6 separate regions of the Sus scrofa genome follow, and regions 2, 3, 4, 5 and 6 are each linked to region 1. A link is a contact called in public Hi-C and HiChIP or PLAC-seq data. All regions are on one chromosome and are shown on one strand. Each heading gives the region's core, a stretch centred on a gene start, on an enhancer-like site or on the middle of the called end of the contact. The rest is flanking DNA. Distances are from core to core; before and after follow the strand shown. Region 1 holds the start of EIF3K (eukaryotic translation initiation factor 3 subunit K). Region 2 holds the start of MRPS12 (a long non-coding RNA gene). Region 3 holds the start of HNRNPL (heterogeneous nuclear ribonucleoprotein L). Region 4 holds the start of GGN (gametogenetin). Region 5 holds the start of RASGRP4 (RAS guanyl-releasing protein 4). Region 6 holds the start of NFKBIB (NF-kappa-B inhibitor beta).

Evidence for each region. Hi-C and Micro-C count contacts between places; a contact is called where the count stands out from the background. HiChIP or PLAC-seq counts read pairs in DNA pulled down with a chosen protein or histone mark.
Region 2: a contact with region 1 is called in a Hi-C map of skeletal muscle, with 5 times the contacts expected there. The contact joins the promoter of MRPS12 here to the promoter of EIF3K in region 1. A contact is called at or near these places in 5 of 47 Hi-C or Micro-C datasets (fetal heart ventricle, heart right ventricle, liver and 1 more).
Region 3: a Hi-C map of liver shows a contact between it and region 1, with 1.9 times the contacts expected there. The contact joins the promoter of HNRNPL here to the promoter of EIF3K in region 1. A contact is called at or near these places in 3 of 47 Hi-C or Micro-C datasets (alveolar macrophages, heart right ventricle and liver).
Region 4: an H3K27ac HiChIP or PLAC-seq map of alveolar macrophages shows a contact between it and region 1. The contact joins the promoter of GGN here to the promoter of EIF3K in region 1. A contact is called at or near these places in 12 of 47 Hi-C or Micro-C datasets (alveolar macrophages, blood, embryonic fibroblasts and 8 more) and 2 of 2 datasets of contacts at active chromatin or transcription factors (alveolar macrophages and skeletal muscle).
Region 5: a contact with region 1 is called in an H3K27ac HiChIP or PLAC-seq map of alveolar macrophages. The contact joins the promoter of RASGRP4 here to the promoter of EIF3K in region 1. A contact is called at or near these places in 1 of 47 Hi-C or Micro-C datasets (epiblast stem cells) and 2 of 2 datasets of contacts at active chromatin or transcription factors (alveolar macrophages and skeletal muscle).
Region 6: a Hi-C map of skeletal muscle shows a contact between it and region 1, with 3 times the contacts expected there. The contact joins the promoter of NFKBIB here to the promoter of EIF3K in region 1. A contact is called at or near these places in 2 of 5 promoter capture datasets (fetal liver and liver), 5 of 47 Hi-C or Micro-C datasets (heart right ventricle, liver, mesenteric adipose tissue and 1 more) and 1 of 2 datasets of contacts at active chromatin or transcription factors (alveolar macrophages).

The regions. Positions count from the first base shown.
Region 1 is chr6:47,473,279-47,478,133 of Sscrofa11.1, reverse strand. It overlaps EIF3K (eukaryotic translation initiation factor 3 subunit K), which reads right to left and starts at 1,950. Exons shown (of 8, transcript XM_003127119.5): 1 at 1,791-1,950; 2 at 566-664. The coding sequence starts at 1,849. MAP4K1 (mitogen-activated protein kinase kinase kinase kinase 1) reads left to right here and starts at 3,044. Exons shown (of 32, transcript XM_021094343.1): 1 at 3,044-3,260; 2 at 3,429-3,486; 3 at 3,620-3,710; 4 at 4,397-4,461. The coding sequence starts at 3,162.
Region 2 is chr6:47,726,867-47,731,421 of Sscrofa11.1, reverse strand. It overlaps MRPS12 (a long non-coding RNA gene), which reads right to left and starts at 2,904. Exons shown (of 3, transcript XR_002344649.1): 1 at 2,817-2,904; 2 at 2,457-2,524; 3 at 1-246. SARS2 (serine--tRNA ligase, mitochondrial) reads left to right here and starts at 3,028. Exons shown (of 17, transcript XM_021094351.1): 1 at 3,028-3,392. The coding sequence starts at 3,126.
Region 3 is chr6:47,652,551-47,657,514 of Sscrofa11.1, reverse strand. HNRNPL (heterogeneous nuclear ribonucleoprotein L) reads left to right here and starts at 1,659. Exons shown (of 15, transcript XM_021094349.1): 1 at 1,659-2,235; 2 at 4,117-4,236; 3 at 4,804-4,964. The coding sequence starts at 1,979.
Region 4 is chr6:47,299,223-47,304,332 of Sscrofa11.1, reverse strand. GGN (gametogenetin) reads left to right here and starts at 2,757. Exons shown (of 3, transcript XM_005664585.3): 1 at 2,757-3,010; 2 at 3,774-5,110. The coding sequence starts at 3,793. It overlaps SPRED3 (sprouty-related, EVH1 domain-containing protein 3), which reads right to left and starts at 2,122. Exons shown (of 6, transcript XM_021094342.1): 1 at 1,970-2,122; 2 at 301-388. The coding sequence starts at 384.
Region 5 is chr6:47,331,833-47,337,022 of Sscrofa11.1, reverse strand. RASGRP4 (RAS guanyl-releasing protein 4) reads left to right here and starts at 3,682. Exons shown (of 18, transcript XR_001309084.2): 1 at 3,682-4,041.
Region 6 is chr6:47,699,831-47,705,000 of Sscrofa11.1, reverse strand. It overlaps NFKBIB (NF-kappa-B inhibitor beta), which reads right to left and starts at 1,357. Exons shown (of 6, transcript XM_003355897.5): 1 at 1,082-1,357. The coding sequence starts at 1,260. It overlaps SIRT2 (sirtuin 2), which reads left to right and starts at 1,659. Exons shown (of 17, transcript NM_001114271.1): 1 at 1,659-1,716; 2 at 2,562-2,608. The coding sequence starts at 1,701.

The DNA.
Region 1 (4,855 bases), core at 701-3,200:
CCAGGCTAGGGGTCCAATTGGAGCTGTAGCCACCGGCCTACGCCAGAGTCACAGCAACATGGGATCCGAGCCGCGTCTGCAACCTACACCACAGCTCACCGTCTGCAACCTACACCACAGCTCACCGCAACGCCGGATCGTTAACCCACTGAGCAAGGCCAGGGACCGAACCCGCAACCTCATGGTTCCTAGTCGGATTTGTTAACCACTGCGCCATGACAGGAACTCCATCAATGTTTTATATAACCATGTTTTTGGCCATACTTGCAGCATATGGAAGTTTCAAGGATAAAACCCATGCCACAGCGGTGACAACGCTGGATCTTTAACCTGCTGAGCCACCAGAGAACTCTTATATTGACTTTAAATGGAATAAAATCTATAAACACATCCAATTGTTATGTTTCACACCTGAAAATATAACACTGTACATCAATTACATTTCAACTTAAAAGAGAGAGAAGCCACATCCTGTGGGCCACCCCCAACTCCCACCCTACCCAGTATTGGGAGCGGCACCTTGCTGGCTACTGACACAGTGGTGGGAACAGATGCAGACACTCACAGTTTCAGAACAGCCAGGTTGGCTTCCAGATCATAGGCATTCTCCTTAGCCTGTGTCTCCACATAGCGCTCCAGGGTGGCCAGATTCTCAGGATTATACCTAGAGGAGAAACAAGATGGGTGAGCAGAAAAGAGAGGAGCTGAGGTCAGTCGCTCTGTGGGGCCGGGGTGAGAGGGGACACTGTAGCCTGCTCCTCCCTCTTCCTTTCTTGCTTCCCTCCAGATCTGTCACTGGTCACTTGCTCTACTCAAATACCGAATCAGCTCTATAACCTCTAACAAAACTTATCCACATCCCAGACCTAAGCCTAAGCTCTAGCCCCCGTGTATTTTTTTTTTTTCTTAAGGCCGCACCCTTGGCCGCATATGTAGGTTCCCAGGCTAGGGGCTGAATCAGAGCTACAGTTGCTGGCCCACACCACAGCCACAGCAACGCAGGATCCGAGCCGCATCTGCAACCTATACCACAGCTCACAGCAACACCAGATCCTTAATCCACTGAGAAAGGCCAGGGATTGTACCCGCAACCTCAGGGTTCCTAGTCAGAAGTGTTTCCGCTGTGCCACGATGAGAACTCTATCAGCCCTGTGTCTTTTCTAGGATGTCTCCTCAACCTCTCAGCCAACCAGCCCTGGCAGCATGTATACCTGGCCTCCAGGACATCTTTGCCAGGCACCCCTTTCTCCCCTCCCCAGGCCCCACTCAGGTCTAGCACCATCTTCTCCTGCCTAGCATCCCCCCATCCCAGCCCTGACCACTTCTGGCTACCACTACCACTGCCTATTGGCAGGTTTGTCTAGACTCTGAACCGGGAACTCCGTGAAAGCACAGCCTGTGACTCTCTTGGTCACTTCTGGTTCGCAGCAGTGCCCAGCACTGACAAAACAGATTTTAGTAAACATGTATTGGATGAATGATATGGGAGGGGGGAGAGAGAAAGAGGCACTGAGAGAGACAGACTGAGGAGGAGAGAAAGGAAAGTGAGGGGAAGCCGAGAAGCAGAGAGAGAGGCCTTACATCAATTAAAAAAGGGAGGACTGAGCGGTAGACAAGCTTATCGCCCGCCATAAGGCCTCTGCAGTGCTGTTTCCTTAAACATCTCCAAGACGACTGAAAAAACCCCACTCCCGGGCAAGCCCAGGATCCAGACCACCCTTGCTGTCTCCCGAAAAATCCCCTCCTCCATCCTGCTTGGCCAGAAGCGCTCCCTCTGACCAGGTTCAGACCTGTCGATACCCTTGAGCAACTTGCCCACGTTCGCTCTCATCTGCTCAAACATCGCCATGACTACTCTTGCCTCCCACACCGGGACTGAAGCCGAAGATCCTACAGGCACGGCGTCCTCGAGGACCGGAAAAGGAACTGCGGGTGGAGACGGAAACTACGTCACTGTTTCCTCTCCAGCCCTGGAGGCGAAGATGGAGGAGGCTCTAGCTGCGGCTGCCGCGCTTTCCGGCTGCCACGTGACTTCTTCCCAGCGTGCGCAGTTGGCGCGTGCGCATACGCTCCACTTGAGCAGGACCAAAGGCGTGAGTAAAAGACCAGTCTAGTTCAGTGCGCAGGCGCCCTCTCGAGGCGAGGAGGCGGGGCTGAGCTTTTCCCGGGCCTTGCGTACCCAGTCCTAGTCTCTGGGATGTGCGCGCGAGGTCCCTGGGAAGGAGGTGAATCCCTGACGGCGAGCACGCACGTCGCGCTGCGCGCTGTGGTGAACTCAAAACTGTGTTGGAATGCACTTGTTGAAGTCCCTTTGGGCCATGGCCAAGTCCCGAGGAAGGTGCTCTCGGAGGCCCCCTTTGCTCCAGGCCTCGACCCCTGAGGCAGGATCTAGAGCACCGCAGTTTCCAGCCCTGAACCGGGTCCCCAAGCTCCAACCTAACGCCAGGGTTAGCGGCCCGCAAAGCCGCTGTGCTCTGCTGGCAATGGCCGGGGTGAGAGGCTACTGAAACCCCACAGCTCACGCCCAGTCCCTATAGGCTCCAGTCTTGTGGGTGAAGGCGAGCGCCTCGTGAGTTATGTGCAGATTCTTCACACTGCAGGCATGAATGCACATGCATGTGTTATGTATGTGGAGGTATATGCTCTGAGTACTTTCACACGTATCGACTGCCCTTTGCACCGCACAGGGGTTACCACTAAGTGCATGTATGCGCTCCAGGTGAACAGTGACATACACTGCATGGCCATCTCTGTGCAGACCTGCCATCTCCCGGTCGTGGCCAAACTCTCAAGCACTCAGCTGAGGTTCAACTGTAGTTTTTGGCCGCCACCCAGAATGGGGGAAGGAGTGTTAGGGCACCCTCCGGGTCACAATTAAGATAGTTTGCATCTGGTTTACATTCAGCCTGGAAGTGAAGGGGGGGGTCCCCTGGGTCCCAAGGCAAGCTGCCCCTAACAGGCTCTCAGGGCCCAGGGGACAGGGGGTGGAGCCGGCTGCACAGCCCTGAGCTGGGGCAGGAAGCGAGAGTGGGGAGGGGGGAGGCCACAGCGGGTGGAGGCAAGGCGGGTGCAGGGCGTGTGGGGAGGGAGGGAGGTGCCAGCGATCTGAGCCCTGAGGCCCTGCTGGCCCCTGGGCGCAGGCCCGGCTCTGGCCCCCAGGAATGGACCTCGTGGACCCCGACATTTTTAATAGGGATCCCCGGGACCACTACGACCTGCTGCAGCGGCTGGGTGGCGGCACCTATGGGGAAGTCTTCAAGGTGAGGAACTCTGTCCTTCTCCATCACCCTCAAGCCAGTGACCTTTGGGGGGAGACCCAAGAAGGGAAGGGGATGCGAGAGGGTCCCGGTCCCTGGTTTTGGTTCAGGGATGCTGAGGAGGACTCAGGCAAATGGAGCCCGCCTGACTGCCAACTTCCCCTTTACAAGGCTCGAGACAAGGTGACGGGGGACCTGGTGGCATTGAAGATGGTGAAGATGGAGCCTGGTGAGGACAGGACCCAGGAGCTCCTTCCCCACACCCCCCACCTCCCGGGATGGTGGCGCCCCCCCCTCCCTGACTCCCTCCTCCCCACACTCCCTCCCTGCAGCGGCCTTTTCTCTTCTGCCCTTCCTTGCAGACGATGATGTGTCCACACTTCAGAAGGAAATCCTCATCTTGAAAACCTGTCGGCACGCCAACATCGTGGCCTACCACGGCAGTTATCTCTGGTGATGAGCCCCAGACCTGCCCTGGCACCCAGCCCGGCCTCCACCCCCAAACTCCCGTTCCTGACCAGGGGACCCCCTAACCTGACCTCCAATCCTGGACCAAAGTCCCACTTTTTTGACCAGATCGAATCTCCAATCCAGAACTCTCATTTCTGACCCGGGGGCCCTCCAGTTGATCCCTTCATAGTAACCAAACCTGAAAACGAGTCCCCTAAAACGCATCTTTCACCGTCCTGCTCTTCAGGTCCCCCACTTTCACTTTCTGTTCCTGAAGGTGAACCCCTTAATTTCCTGACCCCCCAATTAATATCCCAGATGCCTCGGTCATGATCTCTGTTCCCCAGACCTGGCATCCTGGGCTCCTCTGTCCCCATCGAACTTCCACAACCTGTGAGACCCGTGCCCTGTCTCCCAGGTTAGCATAGAACAACAGAGGATGCCATGGGTCTGGAGCCCAAAGACCTGGCTTTGATTCCACTTGACCCTAAACGTATATTTCCTCTCTGAGTCTCAACTTCCCCATCTATAAAATGGGAGTGGGGTGATGGTCACTCGGATGGGCAATAGATAGACGACGGCGCTTACATTAAAGTTTTTGTTGTCCTAGAACAAGATGGACAGTGAGCCAGGAGCTGTCCTATAAATAATCATTTTTTTCAGCTCTGATTATTTCTGCTCTTGAACAGGCTGCAGAAGCTCTGGATCTGCATGGAATTCTGTGGGGCTGGTTCTCTCCAGGACATCTACCAAGGTAAGGGGAAGAGCGGGAGCGGGGGAGGGTCCAGGCAGCCCCTGCCCCTCCAATCCACCTGTCCTGTCTCTGCCTTTGTGTCTCCCGGGACTGTCTTTCTGATCCATATTTCACACAATGAGCCCCTGCTCTGGGCCTGGCCTGGCCCCAGTGATGCCAGGGTTACTGTGGTGACCCAGGGGCCCCCAGCCGTGTCCTCCAGCGCCTGCGAGTCCAGCTCCAGCCTTTCTGTATGCCATGTTCCCCTCCACTTCCCCCACCCATCTTCCTCTGCGTCTGCATTTTCTCACCAAGGTCTGTTCTTGCATTTGAGCATTTCTGCATTTCTGGCTCGTCATCAGTGCCCACATGTTTACTTAATGAGTGAATGCATTTCTGATTCTCTCAGCCTGCT
Region 2 (4,555 bases), core at 1,655-4,154, 250 kb before region 1:
CCTCGCCAGGGATGAAGCACACGGCCTCGCGGCCCGTGCTGAGGCGCACGCGGCAGCACTTGCGGTTGGCCGAGTTGGGCTTCTTGGGCTTGCGGATGAACGTGCGCAGGACCACGCCCTTCAGCTGCGGCCGGCCCGCAGTGGGGCCCATCTTCCCAGGCGGATGCTTCGGGGGCCCCAGGCGGTGCATCTGATTCAGGGTGGCCATGGGGCGCGTGGCCCAGGGCCGCGGGACCAGGGCGAGGCCTGGGGAGACACAACCGGGCAGGATGGAGCGGGGTTATCATCCCAGTGAACAGGCAGTAGCAGCAGCCACTCAGTCCGCACAGGGCTGCCTGTGTTTCTCGGGGTACTCCCTCACCCCTAAGAGTCAGAATGATTATTGAGCAACCACCACGGGTCAGGCTCTATTTTAAGCACTTTAGAGGACTGAACTCATTTTATTTTAGAAGGCATTAACTTTAATGCTGTTTAAACATAATAATAAACCCCAAGCGGCTCCCTCAGTGTCCAGCACTGTTCTGTGCCTCTACATGCATTAATTCCTGCAGCCTCACAGAGACCCTATGGGGTACCCCCCCTCGCGGGAAGTGTCCTGCTTCCTCCTGTCACACCTCCACCTGCCCCTGTAAGCAGATTCTCTCAACTGCACCTTCAGGGCTCTGACACCACCACCCCCGCTTTTCTCCCTCCTGCACTGCATCCATCCCAGTCCTGTGTACCCTTGGCTCCCCCACCCCTGGGCTCGCTGCCTCTCCTCCTCTCAGGTTTGGCTACTCCTACTGTCTGCTCCCCACTCAGCCAGATGGACCTGGGTCAGATCACATTGTTCCCCTGCTCAGAGCCTTCCTGTGGCTCCATCTCACTCAGGGTAAGAGCCAGATTCCCCCCAGGGGCCCACAAGGCCCCACATGGTCTGCCCCTGGCCTCTCTGACCTCGTTTCCCCTCTTGCCCCCTTGCTCTCCCTGCTCCAGCCTCAGCCTGTGTCCACAAATACACCAGCAGAAAGAGCAGAGTGGGAGTTCCCTGATGGCTCAGCAGATTAAGGACCTGGAGTTGTCGCTGCTGTGGTGAGGGTTCCACCACTGGCCTGGGAATTTGCAAGGGCAGCAAAAAGGAAGGAAAGGGAGGGAGGAAAGGAAAGGAAGGAAAGAGGAGTGTGGCAGCAATGCACTGAGAGGGAAGGCAGGGGTTGGGGAGCAGAGATGTTTCTAAGAGAGATAAGATTTGCTCATGGAAAGGAACTAGGACATTAAAAGACACAGCACTGGATTCTCTTCAGCAAACATTCACTGAGCACCTACTGTGTTTTGGTCCCAGTAATGGAGAGAGAGAGACTGTGGTGATTGATTCAGCCCTGAGCCATGTCCTCTTAGAGCTTCCACACCAGGGCTTTGAGGTGCATCCTCTAGCTGGATGCCCTCTCAACACCCAAACTTCCCACTCCCCTCTGTACCCACGGCAGGTCCTGGCCTTACCGTCCATTTCCATGTATCCTTATGCCTCAAGTGACAGCAGAATCCTCAAAGGGGATTCCTAGAAGTCTCTCCTTAGTGATGTGCCACCGCCGCCGAGCACGACTGTTCACCTCAGGGCCTCAGTGTGCTCATCTGTAGGGTAGGCACCATCATTAGAGCTCCTCCTGCCTCCTAAGCACTGTGTGATCCGCACGTCAACCTAGCCCAGATTCCCCAAGCAGGGCAGAGATCTGTCTTGTTCAGCCCTGTGATCCCTAGTCAATGTCAAAAAAGAGCTTAACAGGGAGTTCCTGTTGTGGCCCAGTGGAAACGAACCCAATTAGTATCCATGAGGATGCAGGTTCGATCCCTGGCCTCACTCAGTGGGTTAAGGATCTTGCGTTGCAGTGAGCTGTGGTGTAGGTCGCAGATGTGGCTCAGATCCCATGTTGCTGTGGCTGTGGTGTAGGCTGGCAGCTACAGCTCGATTCAACCCCTAGCCTGGAAAATTCCATATTTGGGCATAAAAAAAAAAAAAAAAAAAAGGAAAGAAAGAAGGAGCTTAACAAAGGTTTGAAGAGTGAATACGCAGGTGGAATATCTCACAAAGAGCATGACCTGTGAGAAACATTTGGTATTTGTGGAAGAAACAGGTTCATAATAAAGCTTCCCTCTCAGTGCCCGGCATGTACTAGGCTCTTGGAAAATACCAGTTGAATGAACAACTTCAACACTTTGCTTGGACGTCTCACCCAAGGGAAATATTTAATATTATTTGCTGAAAAAAATAACCGACCCAAACTCCTGACACCCCCCTGACCCATAGTAGCCCTCAATGCAACTACTTCCCACCCCCTTCCCTTGCAACACCAGCTCCGCCAAAAGCCATCGTGTATCCTCCCTGATTTAAAACCTTGATTCCCTCGGCAGAGGATGCAAGTCCCAGGGGGGATAACCCTCACCTAGCCTCGGCTCTGCAGCCCTAGTCCCCTACTTACCACAGTTTAGGGACGTGCCGAGGCCACGGAGAAGGCCGGACCAGGACATCCCGCCGCCTGAAGGGTCCCTGTTTTAGGGGATGAGAGATTCAGATAGAGAAGGAGGGGAAAGTGTCCGTGATCGGGGAAGGGCCAAATCTCCCCATCCCGCTCTCGGACTCTTCCGTTTAAATCTAAGGGATTTCCTCCGACTGTATAACCACAACTCCTAAAGCCGCTAACAGAGAAAGTCCCTCCGTAAATTTAGTCTTGCTCTGAATAGCCTCTCGGGGATTCAACCGCCCCTGCTCACATACAAGAGGAAAAGGGAAACTGAGGGGAGACCCGGGGAGGTTTCGAGGACCCGAGAATCCCGTCTACCTTTCCGACACTAGCCCGGTCCGCCGACACGCCAAATCTGACCTCTAACTGAATGGAATTATCCCGGCAGGGATTGGCTGGCTCTGCCCTTCCCGGTACACTGAAGGGGCGGGGAACAGATGACGATTGGGCAACGATAATGTCAATCTCGGCCAACTGTTCTCCCAGAACAGTGTTTTTTGAGGCATGGGAGGGGCTCACTCCTTCCAAAGTTTGATTGGCTAGTCCCGGAGAAGAGCTGCTTTACAATTGGTCTAAACGCGTAGTGGGCGGGATGAAGAGTGCGCGACTTTTTGTCCCCCTTCCAAGATGGCTGCGTCCATGGTGCGGCGTTTGTGGCCTCTGGTGGCTAGTCGGGGCCTGCGGCTCCGGGGAGGCTATGCCTGCAACCAGAGCCCAAGGAGAAGCTTCGCTACGGAGAGGCGAGACAGGAACCTCCTGTACGAGCACGCACGTGAAGGCTACAGCGCGCTCCCTCAGCTGGACATGGAGCCGCTGTGCGCATACCCGGAAGAGGCGGCGCGCACCTTGGATCTCCGCAAGGGGGAGCTGCGATCTGACGACCTGCCGGCGATCGTGAGTGCGCTTGCGCTGGCCGGCATTGCCAGGCCTGGCCGCTTTGCTTATTGGCTGTTCGCTCTAGGGACGAAGTGGGCGTGCCAGATATTCTCCAGGAGGGGGCGGTCTTATCGCAGGATTTTAGTTTCTTCCCAAGTTTAGCAAACGTGTTTGGCACTCACGTACGTGCCAGTTATCCGTGGAGTGCCAAGGCCCTACAGTCTAGATATCCATGATGCTCCTGTTCCATATGGCTTGTTGAGTACCCACTCTGCACTAAGAACTTACTACTGTCTGCCAATGTGCTCCGACGTCGAACCAGGCTTACCCTAAGGCCACAGAGGGAAATGCCGGACAAAGATGTGAATCAGAGGTGAGGGGAGCCTCTTGCCTTTGGAGATTGAAAAGTAGAGTTTGCACCTACCCACGAGTATCAGGCAGTTAAATAGTGTTATTTAATCCTTTGAAAGATATTTAGGGAGCGCCTACCTTAAGTTCCAGGTGTTGAGAATAAGACAGCGAATGATAATAATCGCAAAGCTAGCACCTATATAATACTACATGCTGGGGAACTAGAACCGGTGTCACCATATTTCTAGACCCTGTTGGGGCGCTAAGGATGATGGGAACTCGGAATCCTCCCAGCCATCTCTTGGAGCTCCTCCCCAGCCATCCTATTTTAAGTGCTTTATACAGATTAGTCTCATTTAAGTTTCACAACAATCCTGTGAGGTAGGTACAGCTATTTCCCCTACTTTATCAGTGAGGAAGTTAAGGCTCAGAGAAGTTACTTTTTTTGGCTGCCCTGGAGGCATGCACAAGTTCCTAGGGATCGAACCTGGGCCATAGCAGTGATAAATGCCAAATGCTTAACCACTAGGCCAGCAGAAAACTCTATCAGAGAAGTTAATTTAAAATATATATAAGGGGAGTTCCCGTCGTGACACAGCAAAAATGAATCTGACTAGCATCCATGAAGACGCAGGTTCAATCCCTGGCCTTGCTCAGTGGGTTAAGGATCTGGCGTGGCTATGGCTGTTGGCATAGGCCAGCAGCTACAGCTCTGATTCACCTCCTAGCCTGGGAACCTCCATATGCCGTGGGTGTGGCCCTAAAAAGACAAAAAATAAAATAAAATATATATAGGGAACTCCCCTTGTGGCACAGTGGGTTAAGGATCC
Region 3 (4,964 bases), core at 410-2,909, 180 kb before region 1:
CAGGGCGCGGGGGCGGGGAGGGGAGGGGCCCCTCTCTCCCCTCCCCCCACCGCATTCCTCTGACGTCGGGACCTTGGGACCCCGCCTTTCAGTGGGACCCGCCCCGCCTTTGCACCGCAGCACAGATCACGTGTTGGCGCCCAGCGGTCCCCCATTTCTATTCTCCGCCCTTTCGGGTCTTCCCGGGGTGATTGGGAGCTGTTTTAGATCCCCACAGCCCAATCCTCAACTTTTTTCTCTTTCCAAACCCGCGGACCTACCAGGCCTGGTCCCAATATCTTAGTGCCACTGATCCCATTTCTAACTTAGTTTCCACCGGGACCTCCATTTCGGGAACTCCCTTTCACCCGGATGGAAAGGTTCCGGAGCATCTTTAGGGGGGCCGCCCCCGCATTTCCCACTACTGTCTCCTCTCTTCTTGACTGCTTCTTCCTTCCCACCAACAGGCAGCCCCATAACCTTAGAGCCCACAGGGTGGCATCCTAGGTCAGCTCCCGCCCCGCCCCGCCCCTGGTTCCAACTATTGGGCGTTGTTGGACTCTAGAGACTGAGAGAGGGTGTCCTCTGAGGGTTGGCCCGGCCCTAAGAAAATGAGGCCCACTGGACGCTTAGAACTACTCCCTTTGCAGAGTGCTAATGCTAGCACTTTGCTGGGTGCTACATACACCTTGCGTTTGGTAGATAGGCCAGTCTAAGGCAGAGGCGGGGACCACCCTTCCCTTGCCCACACAGAACCAACCCACCCAGAACCAAACTGTGATAACCCTGTAAAGGCTGTCGTGTGAAAATCATTGGGCTGAGTGATCAGGGATTATCATGGGGGAAGCCCTGCGGTCTGGGCTGGTAGGGACTAGGGACACTTTCAGAGTGAACTGAGCACGGGCTAGAGAAATTTATTCCTTAGTTCTGGGGTAGTGGAGAAAGTGTCGTTTGGAAAGGCGTGCTTGGCCAAAGATCGAGAGGTGCGCGAAAAATCCTTTTCTTTCTGCAAACTGAGTTATTGTGGCTGAATTTAGAGGTGGAGTGGTGAAAGAATGCCGGCAAACCGGACAGGGTTAGACGGTTGGCAGCAGCAAATGGTTTTATACTGAGAAAAAGGTCAGACAGGGACTTTTAAAAACAATTCCTCTGGCACTGTGAAAGTTAGAGATAGAGAGGAATAGGATATAGTGACGGGGACAGAGCTACACTGGCCGTTTCCCTGTAACTTGGTGTAGGTCTCCAGTGCTGCTCACAGCAAATCAAAAACTACTCAAGGTACTTCAGGCCTTCGCTCCTTTGGAGGGCTGCCCCGCCTTCGGAGGCGCCAGAAAGCAGTTCGCGCATGCGTCCTCGCCTCCCATCCTTTCCTTGACTGCGCCAAAGAGCGCCTACGGGCCTGGGATGGGCTCCCCTTTCCACCCAATCAGGGCCCACCAGTGGTCCTACAATCTGGTGAGAGGATTCCACTCTCAAATGACTAATCGGGTGGAGACCCAGACGACGGACATCTACAGCAGCCAGTAGTGAAAAGCAAAAGGGAGGGGCCTCCTTCTCTCCTTGTAGAGAGGCTGGGGAAGGGAGTCGCTGCGACTGGATGACTAAGGGCTCTCCGTTTGATGGACGAGGGAGAAAACCAGTAAGAGCGGGAAGGAGGCGGGGCTTTTCAGGAGCTTGGGGAGCGCCGCTCCTATCAGGTACTCCAAAGGAGGCCAGGCTGTGCCAGAAATCCGACCTATCAAATTGGAGTTTATTTTAAGGCGGTGGGGTCGGCAAAATAACTTGCAGAAAGCGCTCGCCTATAAGGAGTGTCCCAGACAAACGAGGGCGGGCGCTCTTGCAGAACGGCGTGGCCTTTATCCTATAGGCACGCAAGGCGGACGGAGGCTTCCCCTCCCGCCGCGGCGGGACCAGTGGCTCCCCTATCGGGTGGGGGCGGCGAGTGACGGGCGTGTCCCTCCCCCAATGAGAGGCGGGGGGAGGCGGGTTCTGCGCCGCCATGTCGCGGAGGCTGCTGCCCCGGGCGGAGAAGCGGCGTCGGCGGTTGGAGCAGAGGCAGCAGCCGGACGAGCAGCGGCGGCGGTCCGGAGCGATGGTGAAGATGGCGGCGGCGGGCGGCGGAGGCGGCGGTGGCCGCTACTACGGCGGCGGCAGTGAGGGCGGCCGGGCCCCTAAGCGGCTCAAGACTGACAACGCCGGCGACCAGCATGGAGGCGGCGGCGGCGGTGGAGCCGGGGCGGCGGGCGGCGGCGGCGGGTGAGGCCAGGGCCCTAGGCGCCGGAGACGGCCGGGGAAGGGAGGGAAGATTGCCAATCTAGAGAGTATTAATTTTAGGTGGCTGAGTCTGTGCGCACGCGCCCAGGCCCTCGCCCTGAAGGACGGGGTGGGGTGGGGGAGGGGCAGACGTTGGGCAAACGGCGGGGTTTGCGCGAGGACAGGCGCTTGCGCGTGCGCGGTATCCCGAGGTGGGGGGTGGAGGAAACTGCTCGCGCTGCGGCTGGCGCATTGCGCAGGCGCCGCGGGCTAGCTTGTGGGGGCCAGGCACGCGGCCTGGCCGTTTTTCTCTATCGTTTTCCTGTCTGGCCCCCTGCGCAGGCGCACTGCTCCTGCCCCGGCCTCGTGGGCGGTTGTTGGGGGGGGGCACCGCGGGGAGCGCGTGGGCGGTGGCATTTTTCTCTGCTTGAGTGGGGAATTCTGCCTGATCGTTTTTAGTTTTTGTAGCGTCATGGTTTGTCCCTGTACAGAAACTCATTTATTTAAGGATGTTTTTTTAGACCAGGATATGTTCCTCGTTTTTGTGGGCATCGAAAACCGGAAGAAGGGCTTGTGAAAGGTCTTGGGCGTTTAGAAGTTTAAGCCAAGCTTTGGAGTTATCACAAGTTTGCTTACAATTTCTAGGGGTTAACTGGATGCAGTCAGTTTCTCGAATCAAAATGTTCTCTGAGGGTGGGCATTTTGGAAGGGATTGGAGCCTCTTCAATCCCCTAGGCGGAAGAGGCTACCAGTTGTTACTGCTGGCCTGGAACCCGGTTCCTCCTCCCTGGAAGTTCATGAAGTCCTCTCCTGGTCACGGTCAGCCGTTTGCCGGGTTTTCCAGGTTTTAATAGCACGCTGTAGCTGTGATTTACTAGCATTTAAACTGTTCCAGGTCTTGTTCCGTGCGCTTTAAAGTTATCTCAATTGAATTCTTGACACTCCTGTAGGAGATAGGGCGTGGTATTACTGTTGAGGTGAAGTAAATCCGTCCAGGTCCCGTAGCTGTTGCAGGGAGGGGTTGGGATTAGGGGCCCTGGAACTCCAAATCGCTGAGCTGGTAGCCATCTGAGCTGGTAGCCATCGAGCGGGTGTGCCTCCTGTGGTTTGTGTGGTTCATTCCTGAAATAGAATCCGATTCTGTTCCGTTCCATGGGCTTCTGCCTGGTAGTTCAAGCGGCAGGCTGGGCCCAGAGCTGGGCAGAGGTAGAGAAAGTTACTTTCCTTTTGATTTCCCAGAGGCTGTGGGTGGAAAGATTCTTCCTTCCCTTGGGAAGGGAACTGTCTTGGTTTTTAGTGATACAGGTTGGAGTTTTGTTTTCCTGAAAAACTTTTCCTTTACCTAAGTTGGGCCTAAGTAGAATTTTCCAACACAGATGTTGGTGGGAGAATAATTAACGGCCAGAAGCAGCCAAGACTGGCCTGTTAGCTTCTGGAGCTGCTGGACCTGGGGATAAGTGGTGAGGGATAGCAATGCTTGGCTAGGTTGGAAGGACACAGAAGCTGGAGTGGATGTCCTGGTTCAGACTGGAGCAGCAAATTGAGTTTTTTTGTCCGTGATGTTCTCTTTCCAAGCCATTCTTTTCCCACATTTCCTTGACCAGCAGGAACAGACAGGTTTTGGGAGGAATATAAAATGGAACTTGCTTAGTCCTCCATTTTGCCATCCTCAGAAGCTACAGTGAGAACCATGAGGCAAGTGGCCATACACTCAGGCCATGTGCTCTGCTGGCCCAGAATCCTTTTGGGGTAATTGGTCCCCTTGTCTGCCCTGTGTGTCCTCCTTGGCTCAAATGCTTTGACTGGGACCCCAACAGCACAGAAGCTCATAGGCCGCCATTTTGTACAGCAGAAAGTGAAGTCTTATTTTTGCTTCTTTTCTCAGGAGAACTACGATGATCCACACAAAACCCCTGCCTCCCCAGTTGTCCACATCAGGGGCCTGATTGACGGCGTGGTGGAAGCTGACCTTGTGGAGGCCTTGCAGGAGTTTGGACCCATTAGGTACTCAGCTCATACGCCAGGGGTTGGGTAGTCAACTCCTTGGTGTCCTGTGTGTCGCTGGGTATCTGGTTGGATGTGAATGTGTGGTCATTTCGGTCTAGCTTCTTGTAGCTAGGTCTTAGGCTCCTCTGCTCCTGGGGTTAGTCTTTGAATCAGTTAACAGCAAGTTCTGCAGGGTTTTTTTTCTCCTTCCTTTTCTCCTTCTGTGCCTTGTAGTTTTGCCTATTTGGTACAGAAGGTGGTGGGTAGTGGTAAAGAGTAGTGAACAAAACTGTCCTGACTCGTCCCAGACAGTTCCCTATCCAGAGCGGTCAGCACTGTGACGGGGGACCATCTGGTTTAATCATGTGAGGGGTTGGGAAGAAACCTTTCCCAAAGAAGGTGATGCCCAAACTGTACACACCGCTTGTTGTGCCACTTATGGCAAGGGGTGCTCAGGTCAGGAAACCATGGTGGAGCCAGAGGAATCCAGAGACCAGGGAGGAGTCAGTTTGTGGAAAACTGAGGCCCTTCTGACTCCTTGTCTCCATCCCCTGAGAGGATTGTAATCTGTGTTTTCTTTGCCAGCTATGTGGTGGTAATGCCTAAAAAGAGACAAGCGTTGGTGGAATTTGAAGATGTGTTGGGGGCTTGCAACGCCGTGAACTACGCAGCAGACAACCAAATTTACATTGCGGGCCACCCAGCTTTTGTCAATTACTCTACCAGCCAGAAGATCTCCCGCCCTG
Region 4 (5,110 bases), core at 1,508-4,007, 170 kb after region 1:
AGTGGCAGTGGACAGGACCTGCTTCATAGCCCCAGTAGTCCGGAAACTCTCAACTCGTATCCAGAGGACAGACATTCACTTCCAACTCCATCCCACACCCCGGTTTGATCCGGGCTGGGAGATGACCGGACCACACCTCTGCATTCCCAGCCCCGTTCCCCTACTTCCCCACACCCCACACCACCCCCATGCCCCAGGGTGGCTCACTTTCTGGTCCCGGAGGCGCTCCCCGTGGATGACGTAGTGCCCCTGGCGGGCCCCCCCCTCGGGCCTGGCCCCTCGGACCCGACATACGCTCACCTGGCTGAGGCCCCCGCCCCCCACAGGCAGCCAGCCCCCACTGGAGTCATCTCGGGCCATCACCACGGCTCGGACCCGAACCATGTACCTGGAGGAGTTTGGGGGGGACAGAGACAACACCGTCAGTGAGCCCCAATCCTGTTCTCCTATTCAGTGTCCCCCCCATCCTTCACCTCCCCTCTTCAGCTCCCTCAGCTGGATCTACTGCACCCTCAGCCAGCCTGTACCTCACCTTCCATACCCACCTCCACCCCATGCCACCTTCTCCCCGTCCCCATCACGTCTCTTCTGCCCATCTTCTTCCCCATGCCCACCTTCCTCCAGCACTGCTTCTTTCTTCCTCTTGCCATCTCCTTCCTCCCATGCCTACCTTTTCCTCCATAGCTACCTTTTTTCTCCCTACCCACCTTTTCTCCCTCTCCCCATCTTGCCCGTCCTCACCCCCCATAGCTTTGCTCTTCCACTTCCCTTCCTCCTCCTGCTCATCCCCTATCAACCTCTCTCCTTCTCCTCCCTCTGCACGTACCCACAGCCCCACCCATCGTCCCCCTCACAGCTGGGTGCCTGCGCATATGTATTTTCTTAGAGCCCATCAACTCAGCCCCAGTCCCCCCTACACTGCCTCCGCACCCTGCCGCCCAGGCCACTGGCTGGGTGAGAAACCCAGGCTCTCTTCCCCCCACCCCTTCCCGGATTTATGAATGAGACCGGATGCAAAGCTCATTGAGTCACCCGGCAACGGGAGATGGGCAGAGAGCAGGGAGAGAACCAGAAATGGCCAGAGACAGGCCGAAAGGGAGATGGAGGCAGAAGAAGCCAGGAACGGGCGACCGAGACACATCCAGAGAGCATTTCATTCACAAAATCAAGGTTGCTCCCTCAGGCCCCTGCCGAGGAAAGGCAAGGGGGAGAGATTGCGGGCGGGCAGGCGGGCGGGGAGGGGGGAATTGATCCCTCCTCTTCCCTCTCCCGGCCCCAGCATCCTTCAGAACCATCTTACCCCGCCCCCCAGCCCCCCTCCCCCCTGTTCAGGGACCATAGCCCTCCGCCCAGCAATCAGGATCAGCCTCCAACCCCTCACTACCACCTAGCGCAGGGACCTTGGTGCCCCAGCCTCAAGCACCCAAGCCACGAGCTCTAGCCCCTTCCCCCACCAGCAGGCTGTCGGGTTTCCCCAGCCTTTCGGGAGGGGAAGGGGCCGCCGCAGCGCCCCCAGCCCCCTTTTCTCAATGGGATGGGATTTTGTGAATGAGCAGTCACGTGACGCTGCTTCCTTTGTCCGCCCGCCTCCCCCGACAACAGGTGAAGCAGAGAAAGAGGGCAGGGGTCCCCCCCCAGGGCCTACTGGGATGGGATGCCGGGATTTCTGGGTGCCCTACGCTCCCTATGATCTGTTTCCTGGGGGGAGTGGTCCCCAGATTTCCTCAATGGTGGGGGTCCAGTACGGAAATTATGAATGGGGTGTCCTCGTAGGAAGTCCAGGCCCCCCCAAATGGAGACTGGTACCCCAAATGGCTGCCGCGCAGTTTAGGAGCCCCCACCCCCTTGTCCTTCCAGCCAGGGTCTGGGGGCGTCCCGGTGGACAGGAGGCGCTGCGCGGTCCCGGCTGCCCCCTCACCGTGACAGGCCGTCTGTCAGCCCCCGCCCCCTCGCCCCCCTCGGCACCTGCCTGGAAGGCTCCGGCCGGGCTCCGAGCGGTGGCGACGTGGCCTCCTCCTCCTCCTCCTCTTCGCTCCAGCTCCCTCGCTGGCTCCGGCGGCGCTAGAGACGGGCACCGGGAGCCGGGGCGAGGGGGGAGGGAGGGGAAACCTGGTAGATGGGGGGGGAGGGGGCGGCTTGGGGGGAGGGGTAAGCGCGAGGCAGGCGCACTTGCCCGCTGGGTCCTAGAGCCCGGCCCTGGCTCCAGCGAACAGCCCCCCAGCCCCCATTTTCTTAGGATCCAGAAAGGATCCCCTCCTTTCCCACCCATCTGTGCCATTGGTCCCTGAGGATGTAGGGAGGGAGTCTAGGACAGAGCTTGCTCTGGATGTTCTAAAGAGGCAAGGTCTATGTTTTGGGTTCTAAATGGGAGTGGCGGGGTGCCTGGCGGGGTTCGAAAAGGGGTGGGGCGAGAAGGGAGCATCGCTAGGGGGCGGGGTCGGAGGGCCTGGAAAAGGAGAGTGAAGACGCGGGAGGCGCGGACGAGCGCGTGCGTCATAGAAGGGGCGGATCCACAGAGGAAGGGCCTTCTGGGCGAGCCAGAGGAAAGAGGGTCTTGGGAGGAGAGGTTGTCCTTGTAGGACGGAGCTTACAAGTAAACTGCCTTTAGGGGCCGGACGACGGAGAGTTCCAAAAGGGAGGAGCTACGCAGCTGTGTTCATAATGGGCGGAGCTTCAGGAGAGAAACTAACGGAGAGGGCGGGGCATTGTGAAGGGGCGGGGCTTAAAAGAACGTTCTACAGGGGTGGGGCCTAGGACTGCAAGGCCTGGGGGCGGGGAAGAAGACACTGGAGTATTTCAAAGGGAGATCCAGGTTCCTAAGGGGCAGTGCTCAAGCTGGCACACGGGGCGGGGGGCTCGAGCCTATGGGCGGGGCCTAGGTCTCGGGGTCCGCTCTTGCTGCCTCGCCCGCTTGCCCCGTTCTTTTCGGTTACTTTCTGCTGCGGCCGTTCCCCTCCCTCCCCTGGGCCCAGGGGGCCGCGGTCCGAACTTCGGTCGGCTGGTGGAGTCGGTGAGTGGGATCCTCTGAGAGGAGGAGCGAGGGCGGAGCTTGGGGGAAGGGGTGGAGCCTGAGTATGAGGTCTGCCGCTAGACCTGGAGCAGGAAAAGAAATTTAGCAGTGAAGCCTGGGAAGAGGGCGGGAACCAAATAATCAATTGAGAGGGAGTTGAGGGTTAGAGGTGAGGACTGAGGGGTTAGCACGACAAAAATATCTGGATTTGTTAAGCGGAGGCGGGGCCAGACCTGGGGAGGGTTGGGGGGTCTGGTTGAGAAGGCCCGATTCCCTGACAATCGGGGGCGGGACCAGAGGGAGGAGGCGGGGCCTGGGCCAAAGAAACCTTGTTGAGAGTTCAGGGAGAGAAGCTGGTACTCCTTGGTCTTACAAGCTACAGAGTACAATCACCACGCGTGTTGTGGCCTGAGTAACTGGCAAGGAAGGCGGGCAAGGCCTATGTCTTGGAGTCTAGAGACCTCGGATGTGGTCAAAGCGAAGGGATGTGATCTGAGGGTCCAGATAGGAAGACAGGTACTGAACCTTAGTACACTAAGAGAATGGGGACTCTGTACCTGAACAGCAGCTGTATGGGTCCACGGGGAAGAAGATGTGAACGTCAAGAGCAGAGAAATAGGAATGCGGCTAGAGACTAGTTCCCGAGTGGATATCGGAGGACAAGGGCAGGGCGGGTGAGGATAGATAGGACCAAGTACAACTCTGCCTCGTGGGTTTCCCCCAGCCCTGATAGATTGACTGGCTGACGTTTTTCTGACCACAGTCCCTGACCTCCGTCAGAAATGGGGAACGTGCAGTCGGAGCCGTCCGCTGGCGGGGGCTCCCGAAAAGAGCAGGCCTCGGGCCGGTCCTCCGACTCCCGCCGGACATCCTTGATGGAGCCCGAGGTGACCCCCTCTTCCCCAGCCATGCGCCTGGCTCGAGGGCTGGGTGTCTGGTTCCCTGGCAGCTCTCCGCCCCCAGGACTCCTGGTACCCCCGGAGCCCCAGGCCTCACCCTCACCCCTGCCCCTGACCTTAGAACTGCCCTCGCCAGTGACGCCTCCTTCAGAGGAGGCGGCTGCGGCCACGGTCTCTACGCCACCCCCGCCCCCCGTGGGGACCCTGCTGCCCGCGCCGTCTAAGTGGCGAAAACCCACGGGCACTTCGGTGCCCCGAATCCGCGGTCTGCTGGAGGCGAGCCATCGCGGCCAGGGCGACCCTCCGAGCCTCCGCCCGCTGCCGCCGCCGCCCCGGCAACTAACCGAAGAGGATTCCAACCCTGTCCCGAGGGCCCTATCCCCGATTCCACCGCCCTCAGAGCTGCGGAAGCCACCACTACCGCCACCTTCCGACCGGCAGCCCCTGGATCGTAAAATCACTCCTGCTCTGGCCACACCCGCCGCAACCCCTACAGAAAGCCAAGCCAGGCGCGGTAGCGAGGTCCAGACGGCCTGCGGTGCCCGCAGAGGGGCACCTCCCCAAGCAGGCGAGGGAGAAATGGCCCTGCCGGCGGCCTCCGAGCCCGGCCTGAACTTGCTGTGTAAAGTCACCTTCAAGTCAGGGCCCCCTCTACCCCCTGCGGCAGCCTCGAGTTCCTTAGCAGCCAAAGCCTCTCTTGGGGGCGGCGGAGGAGGTGCAGGACTCTTCTCCGCTACCTCGGGAGCCATCTCCTACGCTGAGGTCCTGAAGCAGGGGCCCGCTCCTGGGACCGCTCGCTCTCCGGGAGAGGTCCCTCGAGGGACTCAGGAAGCAGAGGGCGGTGATGGAGATAGCGAGGGGTGTTCTGGACCCCCCTCGGCGCCTGTGTCCCATGTCCGGACACTTCCACCGCCACCCTACACCACCTTCCCAGGCTCAAAACCCAAATTTGACTGGGTGAGCCCTCCTGATGGTCCTGAACGCCACTTTCGCTTCAACGGAGCTGGCGGAGGCGTCGGGGCGCCCCGACGGCGCGCAGCCACGCTCTCGGGGCCCTGGGGCTCCCCGCCGCCTCCGCCAGGGCAGATGCATCCAGCTCCAGGGCCCCGGAGGCCCGCACCGGCCTTGCTGGCGCCGCCTATGTTCATCTTCCCGGCGCCTGCCAATGGCGAGCCTGTGTGCCCTGGGCCTCCGGACCCGC
Region 5 (5,190 bases), core at 2,433-4,932, 140 kb after region 1:
TGCCGAGGGCATGGGCAAAAAAAAATTACACAAAAAATGTTTGAAGTATAATAGATTGCTAGGTGTATTAACTTACTGATACAATTGTAATATATAGTGCATAAGTTTGTATCATGTTGAATTATATAGTGCATAATTATATAATTAGATATTTAGGCTAATATAATCATATAGTACAATTATAGTTTCTCTATCATACCCAATATAATACATGCTTGTATAGTAAATGCTAAGTTTTTCCTTAGAATTGTATATATAACAGAAATTTATTCTGTGTCACTGTGCATTATATCATAAGATATTAATAGTGTTTCTTTTTTTGGTCAGTCATCCTTACGTGTTTTAGGACCTGCCCCCGTTGCTCCATGGACACCTGGTCTGTGCAGTGGGGGGTGTGCGGGCCTCCCTGGTGATTGCCTCCTTCTGTTTACTCACCTCCCACCTGGAGAGGGGGCGCCCGGGCTGCCCCCAGCTCCCAGAAGTAACATTGCAGTGACCACCTTCGTGTGTGTCGGCTCACGGAACTGAGGGAGAATGTCTCGGTGTGCACACCCAGGAGCTAGCTACTTTGGGGGTGACGGCTCCAAACACGCATTTAATTTGCCTGCGGTGGCAATGGCCCTCAGGAGCGGCTATGCCCATCAGTACACGAGGGTTCTTAGGGCCCCACAGCCCCAAACTCCACTTGGCATTTTCCAGCTTCTAATTTTTGCCAGACCAATACGATGACTCACCATTGTTTCAATTTGCACTTCCCTGATCTCTTACCAATAATTGCTGGCTCTTCTTAGGTGCCTGGCAGAGTTTTGAGTCTCCTTGTCACCCGCTCATCCTCTGCCCATTTCATTGATTTAGTTATTTGGCTGCACCTGCAGCATGCAGGAGTTCCTGGGCCAGCAATCAAACCCAGGCCACAGCAGTGACTCCAGTGGCTTCAGATCCTTAACCTGCTGTATGACAAGGGAACTCGCTCTTCACCACCCCCTTTGTTTTGCTTTTTAGGGCTGCCCCTGCGGCATATGGAGATTCCCAGGCCGGGGGTAGAATTGAAGCTACAGCTGCTGACCTACCCCACAGCCACAGCAACGCCGCACCCGAGTCGCCTCTGTGACCTACACCACAGCTCATGGCAACTCAGGATCCTTAACCCACTGAGCAAGGCCAGGGATCGAACCCACATCCTCATGGATACTAGTCAGATTTGTTTCCACAGCACCACAGCAGGAACTCCCTTTTCGCCCATTTTTAAAATCAGAGTGGCTTTTTTTCTTGCTGACTGGCAGCTGTTTCTTGTGCGTTCTAGATCGTAATTTCTCATTGATTTGTAGGTATTTTAAATACCGCTTTTCATCTCTGTCTTCTGATGTTCGTTCCCTGACATCCTCATTAAAATAACTCTTGATGTGGATGTTATTAAATGCATCCTTTGATTGTTTCGTGAGTTTTCATGGTTTGCTTCATAATTCTTTCCCTTTGTGGTTGTCAGTGTTATTGTCTGAGGGCCACGAGGGCAGCACATGTTCAAAGCAGTGCAGGAGCCTTTTCCCTCCCTTGAGGCTTCTCCGAGTCCTGGGGCCTGGAGACACTCTCCCACTGCAGGCTCGGCTCAGCCAGGGCCGTTACATGACCTTGTGTGATGCGGGTGCTTCATATGCGCTGGGCTGAGCGCTAGATAGACAGCACAGCATGGAGAGCACCCCTGAGGTCGAAGGAGAAAGAAGAGAAAAGGCAGGTGGAGGAAAGAAGGCAGCATGTCTGAAACCATGTGCCTGCCACGAAATGGAAAACCCAAAGAGAATGAGCTCTGTGCTTGTCTAAATGCTCTGATCTGAAAAAAACCATCCTGGAGCTCCCTGGTGGTTCAGGAGTCAGGATCCGGTGTTGTCACTTCTGTGGTTTGGGTTGCTGCAGTGGTGCAAGTTCAATCCCTGGCTGCAGAACTTCTGCATCCCATGGGTGTGTCCAAAAAGCATTAAAATAAAAGATTTTTTTATTTTTTTATTTTAGGGAGTTCCCATTGTGGCTCGGCAGGTTAAGAACCTGAATAGTATCCATGAGGATGGGGGTTTAATCCCTGGTCTCACTCAGTGGGTTAAGGATCTTCAAGCTGCGGCATACGTAAAAGATGCAGCTCAGATCTGGTATTGCTGTGTGTGGGCTGGCAGCTGCAACTCCAATTTGACCCCTAGCCTGGGAACTTCCATATGCTGCAGGTGCAGCCCTAAAAAAGAAAAAAAAAAAAAAGAAAGAAAAGAAGAAAAAAAAAATTTTTTTTAATTAAAAACCGACCTCTGGAGTTCCCGCTGTGGTGCAGCTGAAATGAATCCGACTAGTATCCATGAGGATGAGGATTCAATCTCCGGCCTTGCTCAGTGGGTCTGGGATCCTGAGCTGCCATGAGCTGTGGTGTAGGCTGCAGACGGCTCAGATTCTGTGTTGCTGTGGTGGTGGTGTAAGCCAGCGGCTGTAGCTCTGATTTGACCCCTGGCCTGGGAACTTCCATAGGCTGCAGGTACAGCCCTAAAAAGAAATCCAAAAAACCATCCATGGTGCGTCTTTCAGTGAAAAAAAAGAAAGGAGCAAAAATATCCTGAGACCTTTGGTTCAAGTGACTCCCGTACTAGGTTTGGCAGAATCATACTAAATACCATGACACTTATTCCACTCCAGGGATCCACCCTACAGACCTGCACACTGTTCACCAACAGACAGAGGCCAGAAGGATCACAGTAGCATTATTCACAGCAGCCCAAACTGGAAACAACTCAAATGCCCATCACAGGAAAAATCAATCAATAAACCATAGATAGTCACAGGAGGGAGGCCTATACAGCAACCAAAGAAATAAGCTGCAAAGAAATCAATAGCATGGAAGAATCACAAAGACATGATGTTGGGTGAAAGAAGCCAGACGCGATAGCTGATTCCATTTACGCGTAGCTCGAAAGCAGGCAAAAGTACTCAGCGAGAAATTGGGCTGGTGGTAACCTTTGGGAGGCACAAGGGGGCTTGTGGGGGATGAGAAATGTCCTGTTTCTTGATTTGTGTAAATGTCACATGGATGTGTTCTGTTGGTCACCATTCAACAACCTAAACACTTACGATTTGACTCTTCTTTGTACTTCAATTTAAAAATATCTCAAGCATGACACATTCAGGTAAAAGAGAAAAAGCATACATACTCAAAAGAAAAGTCTCTGCGTCTATGAGCACATTTTTACGTACGTAAACGCACAGCCAACAGATCAGGTAAAACCCAACCATGTATGACATAGGTCACCCCTGCCTGAGAGGGACTACGCGGTGGGGAGAGGGCTCCTGGAGGGCTAACTTCCATCTACAATGTTTTCATAATAAGATGACGGCCTTCGAGACTGTGTGAGAATGAAATGAGTCACTATTTGAAAAGCCCTCGGAAAAGTGTGTGGTATACAGTAGGTGCTACATAAAGGTTTGTTCCATTAAAGGTAGCAAAGTGAAAATGCTCTCTGGGGTATAAACGGTATTATTAAAACGAAGCGAGACATGAAAGAAACATACGAAGAAATACACAAAATATCATGCCTTGTGACTTTCCCGCTTTGCGCCTAGTTACACCGGCACATGCCCTCCTAGAAACCCAGACTTTGCTCTTGAAGTGTGTGTGTGTAGAGATGTGTCGCATTAGGCATACTTTTTTTTCTTAAGCTGCTTTTATTGAAGTATGACAGTAACAGAACAGAGAATCACGGGTCCGGAGACCGAGAGATGGGGGAGATAGAGCCCGCGGGGTGCCTGGGGGTGGGGGCGGCACCGGAAACCTCAGCCTGAAGGGATCCCCGAGGGGGGGAGGGGGGCCTCTGGTCGCTCCCCAGCCTCTTCCTTCCCCCTGGCCTGGGGCTGGGTGGGGAGGGGCAGTTCCTCTTTCCTTCCCCAGCGCCGAGGAGGCCCCAGCTCCCAAGGGGCGAAGAAGCTGGAGGCTGGTGACTGGGGAGGAGCTGAGCCCCGCTCTTGCGGGACCCCCTCCCCCTCAGGAAGCATGAACAGGAAAGACAGCAAGAGGTGAGAGGACCCTCCCCACAGGGACCAGGAGCGCCTAAGCCCCGGGCCCCAGGGCTGCCGGGGAAGGTTGGGGGAGGCTCCAACGAGGCGGGTAGGGTGTGGAGCTGCCGGCTCGAGCAGGGGGCCGCCAGGTAGAAAGATGCTCCAGGGAGTCCAGAGGCAGCTGGGCTGGGGCTGTTTGCGTGAGCGTCTGTGTCTTAGCCTCGCGCTCTCTGGAGTCTGAGCTGCTCCAACCCTGTTTTCCCCGTGCACCCCACCCCCTGACCCTAACTCCCTAGAGGCTGGCTGTCTCTGTCCCCCCCCCCCCCCCGCCCCCCGCGCCCGGGTCTTCTTGGCTCCCCCTTCCAGTCACTCGCTGCCTTCTTCCCGGGACTGGAAACTCCAGACTCCCGCAAGGCCTTGCCCCAGGGGGAGGGGAGTGTGACGCTGGGGCAAGGCGGCTCCCCTGTCTCTTCAGCTACCCCTGGCTGCTCCAGACACGACCCCAGGGCAGACAGTCCACAGGCAAGGGCCTAGCAGCTGACTGTGCCAGAAGCTTCTGGACTAGAGCTCCTGTCACCTGCAAGCTTGCCTTCCTGCCCTTACCCTGGTGACAGGTGGCGAGGTCCCTAGCCTGGGCAGCTCTTCCTGCCTCCCCCAGCATGTCTCTGATGGGCAAACGGTCCCCTCCCGATAATATCCAGGAGTTTAGTGGTGGAGACCTGGTTGTCTCATTTTCTGGCTGTGTGACCTTAGGTAAGACACTGAACCACTCTGTGCCTCAGTTTCTTCTCTCAATAGAATAATCATAGGCCTTCTGAGGAGGGGCATGTAAGCCCTCAGTGGTACCATCTAGACCTATGGTTCTCAAGCTTGAGCATGCATCAGAACCACCTAGAGGGCTTCGAAAACACAGGCTGCTGGGCTCACCTCCAAGGTTTCTGATTCTGTAGGTCTGGGCTGGGGCCTGAGAATTTGTATTTATATCAGTTTCCCAGGTGACATTGTTAGTATTTGCTGGGGACTGTGCTTTGAGAACCACTGGTCTTGATAGATGCTCACCCCTCTGCCCATACACATTCAGTACTCAAGAATGCCAGCTCTTACCTGGCAACATTCAATACTGACTTACTCTGCCCTTAGGATGCACCAGGAACGTGGCAATGCCCT
Region 6 (5,170 bases), core at 108-2,607, 230 kb before region 1:
TCAACAAAATAGAAAGCAAAAAGAGAGAAAAAGAGAAAATAAATGAAACCACAGCTGGTTGTTTGAGAAGATCACTGTTTCCTGAGTGCCTCCTATGGGTCAGGGGCTGCTGGGTCACTGGGGATACAGCGGTAAACACGATACTCAAAAACCCCAGGTACATTCCCTCAATTGGGCCTTTACAACTGTTTTTCCCTCTATGTGCAATGTTCTCCCCAGATAATCTACTTGTCTCACTTCCCTGCTTTATTTTTCTCCAAAGAACTTCTTAACGTCTGACATGCTATTTTTCTTTTTTTTTTTAATTTTTGTCTTCGTTTCTTCCTGCCTTTCTTCTTTCTCTCCCTTTCTTACTTTAGGTCTGTGTATCTTTTTTTCTCTTTCCTTCTCTCTCCTTTTCTTTCCTTTTTCTTCCTCCTACCCTTCCTCCCTCCCTGTCAGTCTATCTGCCCTTCTGTCTATATACCCCCACTAGAATGTATGCTCCACAAGACAAATGTTTTTTGGGCTTTCCTCCCTGCCTTTAGGCCACACCTAAAACAGTTCCTGGAAAGTCGAAGGTGTTGGATTATTTGTTTAATAGATGAATTCCTGCTGTTATGTAGTTTCCATTTTCTCTTTGAATGTAAGCTTTGAAGATCAGAGTTCAGAAGGTGGGATCCTGGAGTCAAAAGCCAAGTATTAATTTCGAAATAAAATCTAAGGCTCATGTAAGTTAGGCGCTGAGGACCAAAGATCATATTTGGAGGATAAAGGTCAGGAGGAGCCTGTCTGAACTACAGTTCTAACAGAGGGCTAAGGACTGGGGTCAGGAAGGTCAAATCGAGTTTTGGATGTGGAATCGATCACTGAATGTGGGTCTGATCAATGAACGCATAACTCTGAGAATCAGTTCAAGAAAGGAAGGCCAGACATTATTGGGTTAGGATCAAAATTAGATAAGAAGTTGGTTTTATCAGAGGCCAGTCTTGGGGTCAGGAAGTCAAGCATCAAAAGACAGATTTAGGATTGAAAGGTTGGGAAGTCAGGATTGGAGATGTGGGACCCTGGGGCCCGATTTGTCAGTCTAAGGTTCACTCACGTGTCGCCATCCTCAGTGACGTAGCCGAAGACGAGGGGCGCCCACGATAGTCCCGGACCCAGCTCCGCGCCTAGGCCTGGTCCTCCGGGGGCCGCTGCGTCCGGACCCAGAGAGCCCAAGCCGCTGTCGCACCATTCATCGGTGTCCGCAGCTTTCCCCAAGCACGCAACCCCAGCCATGGCCCCCGAAGCCTCAGGGGCCCCCAGCGGCAGCCCGCCTGTCGCTGGGCTCTGCCTGGAATTCTCGAGCTTCCGCCCTGCGGGGAATTCCCCAACACGCCCCCCTGACTCATCCAATCAGGGTGGGCTAAGTAGTACACGCCCCGCCCCCATGCCACATGATGACCAATCAGAGCACTCAGGTGGACTACGGCGTTCTACCTTTTCCCACACTTTCCCGGAGTCCTTTACCAGCATGGCTGTGGACGTGGAGCCCTCTGGGACTCGTAGTCCGGCCTTTGCGTGGGGGCGCGCTCCGTACGCGGTGCAGAGCATTATATGCGATCGCGATGGCTGCTGGGAGTTGTAGTTCTCTGCCTTGTCTCGGCCCCCTCCTGTTTCCGGTGCCGTCACGGGACAGAGCAGTCGGTGACAGTCCCGAGGGCCCCCGCCCCGCGCCCATGGCCGAGCCGGATCGTGAGTCGGGGACCCCGGTGGGAGGGCAGGGCTGCACCGGGGCCTAGCTGAGGGTCGTAGGCCCCGGGGCCCGAGGGCAGGCTTGGTGGGGCAGGAGATGGGGGTTGCATGGGGGGGAAAATGGGATTCCGGGGGCAGTTGCCAAGTGATCCATATTGCTAGATTGGTGGCTTTCTGGGTCGCTAGGTTTTAAGGGTCCGTTTGCCACTTCCCCCAAGTTACTAATGATCACATGTTTCTCGCACCTTAGTTGCCAAGGACCCTCGTTGCTAGGGACTTAAGATGCCGCGGTCCTGGTTGCTAAGGGTACCTGGTTGTTAGTAGCAACTGTAGGATGCCAGGGTCCCCTCCTATTGCTTCCTTTTTCTCCGAAACCAACCCCACCCTGCCCGACACACACACACACACACACCACACACACACACACACTCTGCACCTCTTCTCCCAAACCTGCCAACAGGCAGAGTATGTCTTCTCTCCTTTCTATGGCTTCCCACTGCTTGTAAACCTAATGACACACACTCTCACACTACTACACCCTTCCTAACTCCTCCTAAGTCTTCCTCCATGCCGGGCGTGCTTTACTTTCTCTTCCCTCGCCTAAACCTTCCTGTCCCGGCCTCTTTGTCCCTCGCTAACCTCTCCTCCCAGCCGTCTGCACACTGATAAGGTCCGCTTTTCCCCATTGCCGCCCTCCTCCACTTCCATTTTACACCCCCACCCCACCCGGTATGACCAGGTTGGTGAGTTTTCTTGATCCCTCTGCCCCACTAATTTGAAGCCCTTCCTTCCCCCTTAACCACTCCCTTCACCTTAACCACGTCTGCTCCCCCTCCTCCCCCCAGCCTCAGACCCTGTGGAGACCCAGACAGGGAAGGTGCAAGAGGCTCAGGTGAGATGGGGCGGAAGGGTGGCGGGAAGGAGAGAGATGGACTTCCCACACCCCATCCTGGGAGGGAGGTGGCAGAGGGGAGATGGGAACCCCAGGGCCCTGAGCTCCCTGCCCCAGTCCCTCCCCCCACCTCCTGGTTCAGCCTCCCGGGGAATGGTGGATTCTGGGGACTGTCAGAGGAGGGCGTGCAGCCTCAGCCCCCGGCCTGCCCTTCCAAACCTTCCTCTCTCCTTGCCACCCCCCACCCCATCCCTTCTGAACCTCTTTTGCACTGCGCATGGAAGAGATCTCAGAGCCAAGTGTAGGGTGACAAGGAAAGCAGCTCAGGGCACCTTGGGAGCCCAGAGTAAACTTCGTGGAGTCCCACAGATTCCAGCCAGTCCTTTCCCTGGAGGAATCCCACAGGCTGATCTAGGAGTCAGGTTGAGGTACAGACTCGCAGTAGTGAGTGTAGAGTGACTTAGAATTTTCTTAGGTGAGGTGCGAATTGGGGTCCCACGCGGAGGGTACGGCTTGTGCAAACACGGGGAGGCGGGAGAGTGAGATGCGCTCAGAGGTCAGGTGGCTGGGGTGCTCCGCTAATTATTCCCATGGTTGGCATTTCCTGAGTACTTACTCCAGCAGGTACTCTGTCTCGTGCTCTATGTGCAGCGTCTCATCTTCCCAGCATCCCTGTGGGGGGCAAGGCCTACTGTGTCCATTTTACACATGAGGGATTTGAAACAGAGTTTTTCAATAGCTTTTCCTCTGACCCTTGGCTAGAGGAGCAGAGATGGGTTTGCACCCCATGGTACCCAGCACATTGCCTTCCAGATGCCTCGCTTTGGACTCACAGAGGCCCCATTGGCACCTCCAGCTCCCCCTTAGTCCAAGTTGCTCCCACGTGCCGGGCAAGGCCCTCCTGTCCTTCCACAGAGCCTCCCTGTCTGCAGCCTGAAAGCGTGCCAGCCCACCCACAGACGTGAGATGGCAGCTCAGAGGCAGGGCAGTGCAGAAGCTGTGTCACAGCTGCCCACACATGCACAGCAGAGCCACGCTGAGGGTATCAGAGCTCCTGTCGGCCGGCCTCGCCCTCCCCTGGCTCCCGAAGCACGACCACTGTCAGGAAAGAAGTTTTCATGGGAGAAAGGGATCCTCCGTCCCAAAGCTATAAATTGCAGCCTTGTTTGATACGGCAAAGCTGGAAACGACCCAAAGGGCTGTCGGTCCACTGGTTAAATGAACTATGGGGTGCCCTGACAACGCAACACTGTGTAGCTGTTTCAAAGAAGGAGGTGGGGGAGTTCCCATCGTAGCTCAGCAGTTAACAAGCCTGACTAGCCTCCATGAGGACACAGGTTCAATCTTTGGCCTCGATCAGTGGGTTAAGGATCTGGCGTTGCTGCGAGCTGTGGTGTAGGTTGTAGATGTGGCTCAGATCCTGAGTGGCTGTAGCTGTAGCATAGGCCTGCAGCTACAGCTCTGATTCGACCCCTAGCCTGGGAACCTCCATGTGCCTTGAGTACGGCCATAAAAACTAAAAGACCAAAAAAAAAAAAAAAAAAAAACGAGGTGGGAGTTCTCTGATGGCTCAGCCGACTAAGGATGTGGCACTGTCACTGCAGTGGCTCAGGTCACTGCTGTGGTGCAGGTTTGGTCCCTGGCCCTGGAACTTCTGCAGGCCACAGGTGCGGCCACAAAAGAGGGAGGAAAGGGTCTGCCAGCCATACTGTGTTTTGCAGAAAACGCAAAGTGCAGCGCTGTGCTGCGATATGACCCATTTCTGGAGAAATGATGAGTTTTTCTCACAGAGAAAAAAATCTGGTGTAATTACCACTGTACTGTTAATAATCGTTATCTCAAAGGGAGGCCTGGGATGGGGAAGTGAACGAATACTCAGAGAAGTGCCCCAAGCTCGATGCATTGTCTCATGGTCAGAGTCTTTATACAGGACTTCCCGTTGTGGCTCAGTGGAAACGAATCCGACTGGCATCCACGTTGATGCAGGTTCTGTTCCTGGCCTTGACTCAGTGGGTTGAGGATCTGGCGTTGCCATGAGCTGTGGTGTAGGTCGCAGATGCGCTGGGATCTAGGATGGCTGTGGCTGTGGTGTAGGCCGGCAGCTGCAGCTCCGTTTCAACTCCTAGCCTGGGAACCTCCATATGCTGCAGGTGTGACCCTGAAAAAACAAAAGCAAAAAAATAGCTTTTATACAGCTTATACAATCTTAAAGCAATGAAAAGGTTTTTTTGGGGGGGAGTGGTTGTTTTTTTTTTTGGCTGTGCCCACGGCTTGTGGAAGTTCCCAGGCCAGGGATAGAACCCTCACAGCAGCAGTGACTGCTGCAGTGACAAGGCCCCGTCCTTAACCTGCTGAGCCACCAGGGAACTCCAAAAAGTTTTAAATATGTTTGTTTGGAAGGGAGGTTCCTATTCAAAAAGGCTCAGAACCAGAGCACCGAGTGATGGTGGAGAGGAGCTGCTGGAGGGGTTTTTAGCAGGAGAGTGAGTTGGTCAGAATCGCATTTCTACGAGGACCATTGCAGGGCCTGGTCTAACACCCAGCAGGTGTTCATTCCTGCAG